Linked DNA regions of Rattus norvegicus: all the other regions are linked to region 2. A link is a contact called in public Hi-C data. All regions are on one chromosome and are shown on one strand. The core of a region is the stretch at or near the end of the contact, and the rest is flanking DNA. Distances in the headings are between cores, read along the strand shown.

Region 1 (3,821 bases), core at 681-3,180, 200 kb before region 2:
ATAGCTCTCAGCAGGGCTATCGCAGATGGGGGCACACTTAGTTCTTTCTTAGTTGTACTGGTGACAAACCGCCATAGAAGTGCTGGCAGGGTGTAGTGTGGTACCTGGAGAGGAGACAAGGTGTAGGTGTTGTGTTTTATGAAAAGATAAGGAGAGAAGGAATATGTTTGGTGGATGTGTAGTCAGGTGTGGGGGAAGGGGTGCCTCTGAGGGCCCATACTGAGGCATCCCTTACCCCCGCGGGATCAGCCACATGGCCATATTATAGTATAGAATAGAGTTTATTAAGGGCATGGGGGAGGGGAGTTGAGAGGGTAGTAGAGACGGAGAAAGGCAGAGAGAGAGAGAGAGACCGGTCATGTGGGAATGGGGAGGGAGGGGGAGCAGGAGTGAGGGGACAAAGCAGGAGGAAGAGTGCAAGAGATTGAGGAGGGGGCAGGCAGCCCCTTTTATAGTGAGTCAGGCACAGCTGACTGTTGCCTCCCATGTAGAGGGAGAGAAAGGAGGAAGACGTTCTGTTGATTGTTCTTAGGACTGCATGGATTTCATCATGAAGCTCTGCCAGGACCCAGGTACCTCTCAAAGGCTGCCATCTTCAAATATCTGTACACTGGGGGTCCAACAGGTGAAATGTGGAGGACACAAATACTCTGTCCACATCAGTTGATGTCTCTTGATGCTTTCTAAAACACCTGTTATTTCTAGGTGGTTGAGTGGCCCGGTTTCTCCCCAGTATTAGAGGCGTCTCTAGACATGATGATCCCCATACACCGATTCCTGTTTCACGCACACTCTCTTTATCATTCCCTTTCACAACTCCACTGCTCTGCTTTAGTTGTTAACATGGATGCTTCTGCTGTCTTCCCCTCACTTCTTGATCCTATTGCTATCCTCTTCCATTTTTATTTTTATTTTTTGTTAAATTAGTATGTACACTGAAAACAGCTTTCCCTTTAAGAATTACCACTATTTAATCTGTTTTGTAACAATGACTACAGCCAATTGGTTTTTACTATTAGGCCCAGGTTGATAGTGCTTGTCATTTTCATGTCTTATTATGTTATTCGGTATCTGAGGGGATGGGATTAGTGTATGTGTGTGTGTGTGTGTGTGTGTGTGTGTGCGCGCGTGTGTGTTTTGTTTGACAGGGTCTCATGTATCTCGGCCTGGCTTCAGACTTGATACGCAGCTAAGAATCATCTGGAATTCCCGATCCTTTTGCTTCCAAGTCCCAGATACTGGGATTCCAGACATGAGCCACTGCTCATGGTGCTGGCAATGGAAACCAAGGCTTTGTGCACACTAGGCAGGCACTCCACCAATTGAGCTACATCTCCAGCACATCGCTGATTGTTTTAAAAGTAGGATTTACAGGGAGATTTTGTAGATGAAATGTGTTTGACACTGAATTCCTCTCTTGCTGTGTTTACCGTGACTTTTGGTTGAATTCTGTCACACATTATATCTGGTTTTTAGGACATTAGCATGCATGTACATTCTCCAAGAGTGTGGTTCGCGTCTGTGTAAGACTTGAAGTCTCCAAACTCATTGAAATTCAGCACTTGTGCTGTGTTGCTAATGACGGCCTCATGCTCTAAAGACTTAAGATTCAAAACTCCGGGCCTGTAACATTCTCCTTACCCTGTGTCTAATCATTTAGAATCCCTCAGCTTTATCTGTTGTGTTTCCCACAATTGATGCATTTTCAATTTCTCATGCTGCCACAATCTGGTTTCTTTACTAGTTTTTCTATTATACTCTCAGTTTCGTGATTTTCGCTGCTGTGGTTTGAATTCCTAATGTCTTTCACTCGCTTTAACGCTTGGTCCCATCTGGTGGTGCTGTTTGGAAGGCTGGGAGGCCTTTAGAAGGTGGAGTCTCTGAAGGAGGTGGGTCCCTGGAGGACCTCCTTTTATGGTCTGGTATTGCTTTCTGATTGGCTAACACGTGAGCCTGTAGCTGGCACACATTTCCTGCTGCCAAGCAATGACTCACTCCGAGTCTTTCCTCCAGTGATCATTTGTATTCCTCCAGCCATCCGCAACCCTGGTAAAGTTGCTTCTCTGAGGAATCCTGTCAGAGTGACAAGACAGCACCAGTGCATGTCTCCTCTTCCCGTATTTTACTATCAGGTCAACTACCCGATGGAGAGCCTTTGCTCACAAGTTATGCTGAGTATTTCCTGTTCCATCTCAAGCTGCACCTAGGAGCAGGGTCCCCGGGGGCTCTACCCCTTCAGCCTTCCCTGCCTTCTCATCTCTTGGCTTCCAGCTGCTTCACCCCTCCCATTTCCAGCAGTGGCTTTTATAGGACTTTAGCGAGAGCAGGCGAGGAAATAGGTTATTTATTCCCTTAGTTTTCACTTGGTGTATTCTGGCTGTACTCCTCCAAAGGCCTTAGTTACACATCCATGATCATGGGCTGGTTTAGACAGTTCTGGAGGTGGCACCGGGACCTCGTGCCTATTACATGAGTGATCTACCACTACCTACTGGAAAGTGTGGATCTGCAGGCTGAAGCTGAGTGTTACACCTCAAGCTTCTATTCAGCTCTTTCACATCTTTACATCGTCCCTTTGCTCCAGGAAAACATTCATGTTGAGTAGAAAACAAAACAAAACAACAACAAAAAACAGTGTGTAATGCTTTTTTTTTTTTGGCTGGGAGTATGTTATTTCTCTAATGTCACTTGTCGAAATCTTGTTACCCTTTTTTTCCCGTGACCCTTGATTTCACACACCACCTCTGCTGTTGTTTATTTCATGGTTTAAAATCCATCCTTCTGCTAGCGTCACTTATTCTTGTCTGTTCCGAAGCAGGTATTTCCATCCTTGTAACTGTTGATGTGATTGTTTTTGCGTCTTCAACTTTGTATGTTCTTTGTGGGAATGGTTGTATCGGTTGCATGGTTAGTGTCGATAACAGTGTAAATATTGTTAATATAGAGACAGTAAATTACATTGGTTTAACGGAAAGAACGGACTATTTTAAGGTAGGAACGTGGTCCAAATCACACAGACTGCTTAAATATCCCAGTTATTATATTGTAGTGATGGTAAACTGGCTTTGACTGACATGGAGGTAGATGATAAAGGAAACTCAGAAATATCTCAACTCATTTATTTACTTAAGCAGTGTTTGTTGAATTTTTGTCCATCAGGAATTTTCCTAACCACTTTAAAGCATCTTCACTGACGTCCAGCAACAGGGATTTCTCTAATAGAGAATTAGAATTCATGATTAGCTATTTAATTAGCAATTTTATATTATTTGCTGTTATTGATTTCTCTGTGTATCCCTGACTGTCCCGGAACTCTCTCTGTAGACCAGGCTGGCCTTGAACTTAGAGATCAGAAATTTTATAATTAACCTTATGGATGGTTTTCAAGCGAGTATTACTCAATTCCAAGGCTTTATAATAAACTTCATAACAATGTAATAGTTTTCCACTTGTTGTAATATTAAAAAACAATCCATGCTATTGCCGGCTAGTCTCCAGTCTGCGGTCTACCGGCCCCCATGGCTAACCCCATGTAGCTTCCGCCCAACTTCTTGAAGTTCACAGCCACTGAAACTGCTCACATTCCTAGTCATCTATCCCCCGAGGCTGGCTGCTGCCAAACCCACTCAGCAATCTCAAATCTCAGCAATCTCAAATCTCCGTGGCTAGCTGGGGTCGCACTCTTGCAAACTTCATCATGGTTACCTTTCCCTGGAGCTCAGCTGAATAGCCTTGAAATGGAAATCAACAGACAATTTTAGTTTAGAATCAAGAGATAACACAATTGCTGAGCTCAGAATCTATCATCCTAAATTCACCAA
Region 2 (3,627 bases), core at 548-3,047:
TTGTGTAAATGATCCACATTTTCTGTATCCATTCTTCTGTCATGGGACATCTGGGTTGTTTCTAGCTTCTGGCTATCACAAATAAGGCTGCTATGAACATAGTAGAACATGTGTCCCTGTGGCATGGTGGGGCATTTTTTGGTTATATTCCCAAGAGTGGTATTTCTGGATCTTTAGGTAGGTCTATTTCCAATTTTCTGAGGAACCTTCAAATTGATTTCCAGAGTGGTTGTACCAGTTTGCAATCCCACCAGCAATGGAGGAGTGTTCCTCTTTCTCCACATGCTTGCCAACATGTGTTGTCACCTGAGATTTTGATCTTAGCCATTCTGACTGGTGTGAGGTGGAATCTCAGGTTTTGATTTGCATTTCTATGATCACCAAGGACTTTGATTGTTTCTTCAGGTGCTTCTCAGCCATTGGAGATTCCTCTATTTCCAATTCTCTGTTCTGGCTTTGAACTCTGGCATTAGTTTTAGCTACCCAGTTCAGAGTGTTACCAGAGGAGTGAGGTCAAACACCATGCCCTGGTAGGTCTAAAATGCTAGGCTCAGCTGCCTCCTCAATACATCAATTCAAGAGACAACTAATAGTGAAAAGCTGGGAAAAGAGATTAATTCAATGGTCTCATTCAGAAGAGAAACTGGAAAAGAAATCTAGTAACCACACCTTCCCAAGTGCATCATGGGAAGGGCCCCATCATGAGGTCTGTATTTAAATAGAGGGTAAGAAGTGTGCATAACTTAACAGTTGGGGCAAAGACGTAGCTCCTTCTGTCTTTGTCTCTGTTCTCATGTCTCTTCTGCAAAGTGTTCTGACAAGTTATCAGAATTGTGTGACATCTCTTTCTGGTAGGCAAGTACCCCCTCTGGCTGACACCAGGCTCCCAGCATGAGATTTCTGGGGAAATACCAATTTCCGAGGTTCATCATCTTAATAGTCTTAATAGCCAAAAGAAGAGGCACCAGGAGTCCCTTCCTCTTGCCTGGAAGGTTGTAATTGTTTCCATCTCTGTGAAATGATCAGTGGAAGCAAACCACAGTGGACCTTCAGTGCCTGAACATCACAGCTGCTCTTTCCCTTTCGATGAGGATGGTTTTCGTTCATTTCATTGTATATCACCCTCAGGAAGAACATAGAGAGAGGGAAAAAACACAAAATGAAATCCAGTCCCTAAGGTAACCAGTACTTCTAATTGATATAGTATCATGTTGTACTCTGAAAACTTATCACTGTGGTTTCAATTCTTCTGCTATTAGTAAAGACTTGAACCTTAATCAATGCCCAGCACAGTGAAAGCTGTGAAGGGTCTCTGTACAACAGAGCTGTGGAGTTGAGAATGTTTGCCAGAGACTTGGGAAAACTTAGGTAAGCTGTTCTAAGCTGGTATCTCTTATGCTCATAGGTAATTAGAGGCAAAAGAATATGTTATGTGAGATAGTTGTGACAATTAGGACTACATTACTGCCAGATAGGTTGGTATTCTGTACCTAATTGGATCCAAGTGGCCAGACCCTGGCAACTACGGTTGCTCAAGTGTCAAGCAGGGTGGTACCTGTTTCAGCTACCCAATACAGCTCTTTGCAGAACAAAACAGCAACAGAATTACTCCAAACTCTTGCAGGAAGAATTAATGTTCACTGAAGTTCTAGTGAAGTTTTGAAATCACTGGATTATTTGTTTTTCTCACGTGAATGCTTTTGCGTAAGTCGAAACTTTGATAACTATCAACTGGATAGCAAACACAGAGAGGTGTTACACACAGCAGATGTTGAGACTTTGTATTTTCAGCTTTTTCTACTTACTCACGTGATGGGAACAAGAACCTGCTGCCTTCCAGTAGCCCTGAGAGCAGAGAGGGCTGACTCTGCAGGCCTTGGCCGAGAGAGAGAGAGAGAGAGAGAGAGAGAGAGAGAGAGAGAGAGAGAGAACGAAACAGAGACAGAGACACACAGAGAGAGACAGAGGCAGAGAGACAGAGAGAAACAGAGACAGAGACACAGAGATAGGGACAGAGAGAGAGTGAGACAGAGAGATCTGTAAGACAGACCCACCCTCACACTGAACTTCAACCTTGGCTCCTGACATTCATAGATCGCCAGTCAGAAAGTGAATGGTGAGCCAAGTGAACTATGCAATGTCACCCTTCTAAACTAGGCAGCATGACCATAAATTTGGTCAGCTTTTTAAATGAGAGCTGGAGGAATTATCTACGTATTTCCACATTCCATTCCATGTCCTGGAGGACATGGCTTGTCACTTGCTGTTAGTTTTCTGCAATTTCTTTTTGATGGCTTCTTCACCTATGTGTCTTACAATTCCTTGGCTTTGTTTTCATCAGTGTTGTGAAGTTTCATATCTCTTGCAAGTTGTACAATTTTAATTGACACAGTGTTTCGTTGGCACTGGAGGCCCATTCAATAAAAGCTATTTCCTCCTGGTGGAAAGAAATCTACCTCTGAGTGGAGACAGTGGTGTTCCATAAAGATTAATCCCATTGGGCAGGTCAGTCACCTGACCAAGGATAGGAGGAACAATTATCCCTTTAGATAAATGTCCCAGTGAAGGCTTCTATTGCTGTGATGAAACTCCATGACCAAAAGCAAGTTGGGGTTAAGGTTAGGGTTCGATTTACACATCCATGTTGCAATCCATCACTGAAGGAAGTCAATACAAGAACACGAACAGGACAAAAACCTGGAGGTAGAAGATTTTCTCATCATGGCTTCCTTAGCCTTCTTTCTTTTAGATCCCAGAACCAACTGCCCTGGCATGGCACCACCCACAAAGGCTGGGCCCTTCCCCATCAATCACTAATTAAGAAAATGTCCTACAGCCAGATGTTCTGTGGGTGTTTTCTTCATTGTAGGACCCTCCTTTCTGATAACTTAAGCTCGTGTCAAGTTGACATAAAACTGGCCAGAACAGAAATTTTGCCCCTGCAAGTCATTCCAGAGCCTTCCTCGGATTCTGTTAGGTCTGTCCCCCTTTCCAACTCAAAAAAGGATGATTAACCCTTTAAAAATTACATATTTTTCTATTTTTCAGATTAAGATGTAATTACATTATTCCCCTTCCTCTAACTGCTTCCCTTAACGCCTTTTTCTTTTTTCTTTAATTGTTGATATATGTATATATCACATAAATTCCTAAATATATAAAATATAACCTGCTTAGTTTATATAACTTTACTCGTGTATATGTGATTTCATGGCTGACCACTTGGAATTAGATAACCAGTTGGTTATATTTTTCTGGGAGACCATTTCTCCTGCTCTCAACATTCCTTAGTTGGTTGTGGCTCTTTGTGTAGGGTTGAGGCCCTGTGAGCTTTCTCCAGTTCACATGAGCATGTCTGTTATCTGTTGTGTCTGCCTTGCTCAGGTCCTGTTTAGGCAGCCATGTTGATGATCCTATATACATAGCTGTAGCTTCTAGGAGATGTAATCTCACAGCACACCTCCTGCTCCTCTGACTCTTACAGTCTGTAAGCTCTCTTCTGCTACAGTTCCTGAGCCTCTTTTGTTGTCTTTTGTGCCTTTGTTTAAGACACTGGCCAGAGGGGTTGGGGATTTAGCTCAGTGGTAGAGCGCTTGCCTAGGAAGCACAAGGCCCTGGGTTCGGTCC
Region 3 (4,001 bases), core at 1,327-3,826, 140 kb after region 2:
CTATACAGCCACCCCATTCTGTGTTTCATGGGCATCTTTATGCTCTGGCCCTAAGGGCAGGACTCCTGACAGTTGTGCTATGCCGGGACACTGCCTCTAAAGCCATGCTGGTTCAGTGAAGTGTTTATTCTGGGAGCTTCATTTCCCTCTGCTTGGCTACCTACACCCCATTCTTCAACCACAGCAGTAAATGTCTAAAATTGGTGCTGGTTCTGGTAAACATGGTGATGACATCAGCCCGTGCTCCAGCTACTAGAGAACAGTGACCACTCAGTCACTTGTGGGCAGTTAGGTCCCAGCAGTGCTGTCCTATCTGTATCACCCCAGGCCAGTCACCACGGGGGATCTCTAAGGTTTGTCATAATCAGGGAGAGTGGGTAAAAAGAAGAACCACACAACCATTTCAAGGCAGATTTAACCTCATGTGGCACATAAATATGATGTCCCTGACCTCACTGAACTGTACATGTAAATGGTTGAAATGACAAATTTGTTAAATGATGTGTGTGAGAGAAAGAGAATCGAGAGGGGGATAGGAGAGGGAGAGGGAGAGGGTGAAGGAGCTAAGAGGAGGGGGAGGGGAACAGAGAGGAGGAGGGGATCAGAGAAGGGGAGGGAAAAGAGAACAGAGAGGGAAAGAGAGAGGGGGAGGGAGAGGGAGAGGGAGAGGGAGAGGGAGAGGGAGAGGGAGAGGGAGAGGGAGAGGGAGAGGGAGAGGGAGAGGGAGAGGGAGAGGGAGAGGATCGAGTCTACTATGTAATGGTTGATAACTGTGCTGCACTATGGGGATGCTGCTCTGCACATTAAGCCAGGCTCTATGAGTCCTAAGTAAGCATCCATTCTTCAAGAATTAGCAAACCACACTTATCCACAGAAGTTTCTAGCTACAAGTGCTACAGAAGAAAACCTCAAAAGCACCATGTGAGAGTTGGGGATAGGGAGCATGCGGAAGCACAGCTTCCTCTGGGTAGTTCTGTGATGGATAGCATGGGGGGAACCAAGGACCAAGAAACCCTTACCTCCTGTCCCTGGAATTGCAAAGATCTGACATTCCCTCCATAAGGATGGGGGTGGGGCACAAGACCCCAGTGACCACTCACCAAAAGGTGATGGTGTTATTGTGTGTGTGTGTGGGGGGGTTTGTTATTGGAGAGTCCTCCACTTCGGTGTACACACTACCTACCGGCTTCCTAGGGGCTGCAGCAACTCTGCCTTCCGCCCCTCCCTGCAGACAGTAGCTACCTGAGAACCTTTAGCGCTGGCACAGAGCGACAGCGTGCCAAGAAATCGCTGGAGAGGATGGGGTAACCGTGTGGCTGAAGGTGTAGGAGCGCAGACTTGCCTGGCTCTCAGGTACCGAACTGTCTCAGCGGGATTAAAACTAAAACACAAGTTGGGCTTGAGTTGTCATCACATCTCCATTCAAAACACAAAGGGCAAAGTCAGTCTGCACTGGCTTGAGCAACGTCTGCTCACCTCTGTGCGCAGGCTGTTCGAATCTTCACAAGCGCCTGGCAAGCCAGGGCGGACTCAACTGGCTCTTGGAAGCTTCACAAGCGGCTGAGGCACTTGACTGGAGGCTGCAACCCTGGGCTGCAAGAGCAGCAGAAAGTCTCCCTCCATTTACCGCTCGCTACAAGTTCCCACTGTACCAACTACTTACCAATAGCGGCGACCAGCAGACGGACAGTACACACATGATCCCCATAAGCTGGATGGCCGTCTCCGTGGTGATCCGGCCCCACTGGGCGCTGGACTGCGAGGCGGCGGCTTTGGCCCGGCAGCGGGACACCAGGGCTTTGATGGTCGCCAGGTTGCAGGCAAAGGTCACCACCAGAGCCAGCAAGCCTAGACAGGCGAAGGCGGAGGCAAAGGCCACGCTGCCCGGCTCCCGCGCAGAGTCAGTCTCGTTGCCCGCCGGCCCGGTGCTGATGAAGCACCACGTGCCGGGCCACTGCACGCTGTAGCGGCCCACGCCCAGCACAGGCAGCAGCGCGAAGGCGAGCACAGACAGCCACACACCCAGCAGTACCGCGCGCGTGGCGCGAGTCTTCATGTGGCTGGCATACCAGTGCGGCGCACGGATAGCCAGGGCGCGCTCCACGGCCATGGCGCTGGCCACCAAGAGCGAGGACAGTCCGAACACTGTCATGGTCAGCCCGAAGAAGGTGCACAGGCGCCCCGATGGGTCGAGTTGCTCCCAGCGTCGCTGCGACAGGTACACGAGGATGACCACCGGACTGGTCAGGAGCTGCCCCACCAAGTCGGTGAGCGCCAGCCAGCCAATGCACAGCAGGAAAGACTTTTTGCGTTTGCTCTCCCGGCGTCTATAGCTGCGCGACACAAGCAACATGGCCAGCGCGTTGCCCACGAAGCCAGTGACCATCATGGTGATGGGGAAGGCCACGGACACAGAGCCGCAGCCGTCGGCAGCACTTGACTGGTTGCTGTGCGCTTCAACCGAGTGCTCCGGCGCCCACACGCCGGCCATAGTGGCGGGGCCGCGGTAGGGCGCACAGGGCCGGAGCCTCTGGGCTCAGCTGCGGGGTTGCAGCGGAGCGCGCTGGAGGACGGCGGGGCCCGGGGCTCTGCTCTCCATCGCCCGCCGCCGCCCGCGCTAGGCTGCGGGGACTGGACAGGCGTCGCCCGACGCCGCGCGAGGCTCCTCCCGCGCCTTGGAGCTCGAGGGGCGGTGCCGCGAGTGGGCAGGCAAAGGGCGGTGTCAGCCGGGATTACCTGGCGCCGCGCCCCCTAGGCTGCCTCTTCAACTCTGGGACTCTGTAAAGTGCTCAACAGCCTTTGGGTTACATGATACTGTAACATGTTACATGATACATGATAGGCGAAATCTGACATATTAGTATCTGCGTGAATCGCAATGCTGATTTCTTCTCATGTTTGGCTATCATTGAAGTTGATATATATATATATATATATATATATATATATATATATATATAATTTAGGAAATATATTTTTTACTTTATATATTTTTCTATATAGTATATAATTTAGATAGATAGATACCCACAGCTGGGAAAGAATAGAGATAAGCTTGTGTCTTGTCTTCCTCAAACTATTGCCTTATTTACTTTGGACTAATTCCAAACTCATATTGGTAAAGTATTTTTCTAGGATAATGTCAGTTTAAAAGTGCAAAACCAAAACCAAGTAAGCACACAGGTGAGAGCACATATCAAATTCACATTTTCACTGAGGCATTCCAGTGTAATGATATATTTAAATTTTAAGAGCATTTTGGAATTCATACATCAAAGAAAAATTCTTAGTTATATCAAAGAATTGTATATTTATTAACTGACTTATTTACATTATTGTCTCCCTCTCTATGTTCTACCCCAGTGTGTGTGTGTGTGTGTGTGTGTGTGTGTGTGTGTGTGTGTGTGTGTTATGTGAGTGTGAGTCTGAGCATATTTACATTGAGGTCAGACTTCAGCATCGGGTATCTTCCACTGTGACTCCCACCAGCCTGGTAAGGCCTCGCACACCCCAGCCCAGCAGCCAGCTTTATTTTACTCAGGTGTTGGGAATCCCAAATCAGGTCTTCCTTTGAGTGGCTAGCATTTCCCAGCGCCCTAACGCTTACTGAGAATGCCCACCATGAGAACTTGTGTTGACAAAGATGGTTAATCTCTTAACAAAGTTTCAGAAACCCTTCCCTTCTTGAGGCATTTTCCAGTCAGAGTTATCTACGTTTTAGCTGTTAAGCTTGCAAATAAGTAACTTGTAGGTTCTTCTGGTTGATTTCCTGTTGGTTCCTTTGCTATCTGCCTTAGTTCATCTGAAACAACACTCCCCTCTAGTGGCTAAAAGGCTAACATGCACTATTCTATATTAAAGAGTTTTTTGGTTTGGTTTTGTTTTGTTTTGTTTTGTTTCCTCCAAAAGGATGTCCCTACCCCCAACCCCTACCCCACCAGACCTCCCCACTCCCGGGGGGCCTCAAATCTTTTTCGAGGCATAAGTGCATCTTCTCTCAC

Evidence for each region. Hi-C and Micro-C count contacts between places; a contact is called where the count stands out from the background.
Region 1: a Hi-C map of liver shows a contact between it and region 2, with 7 times the contacts expected there. The contact joins two enhancer-like sites. A contact is called at or near these places in 5 of 12 Hi-C or Micro-C datasets (the A7r5 cell line, the Rat2 cell line, kidney and 1 more) and 1 of 1 datasets of contacts at active chromatin or transcription factors (oligodendrocytes).
Region 3: a contact with region 2 is called in a Hi-C map of hepatocytes, with 5 times the contacts expected there. The contact joins the promoter of Ptger3 here to the enhancer-like site in region 2. A contact is called at or near these places in 12 of 12 Hi-C or Micro-C datasets (the A7r5 cell line, the Rat2 cell line, Schwann cells and 7 more) and 1 of 1 datasets of contacts at active chromatin or transcription factors (oligodendrocytes).

What each region holds. Positions count from the first base shown.
Region 1 is chr2:249,606,375-249,610,195 of GRCr8, reverse strand. No RefSeq gene overlaps it. Among named protein-coding and RNA genes, the nearest start is that of Cth, 53 kb to the left of the region's middle. Within about 2 kb of position 1,930, at least 28 of the 93 cell types and tissues checked have an H3K27ac peak or open chromatin away from gene starts, as enhancers often do. A contact at or near this core is called in liver, where this site is marked.
Region 2 is chr2:249,403,436-249,407,062 of GRCr8, reverse strand. It overlaps a transcript of Ptger3 not described here. Among named protein-coding and RNA genes, the nearest start is that of Ptger3, 140 kb to the right of the region's middle. Within about 2 kb of position 1,797, at least 4 of the 93 cell types and tissues checked have an H3K27ac peak or open chromatin away from gene starts, as enhancers often do. A contact at or near this core is called in hepatocytes and liver, where this site is marked.
Region 3 is chr2:249,263,657-249,267,657 of GRCr8, reverse strand. Ptger3 (prostaglandin E receptor 3) reads right to left here and starts at 2,576. Exons shown (of 3, transcript NM_012704.1): 1 at 1,664-2,576. The coding sequence starts at 2,491.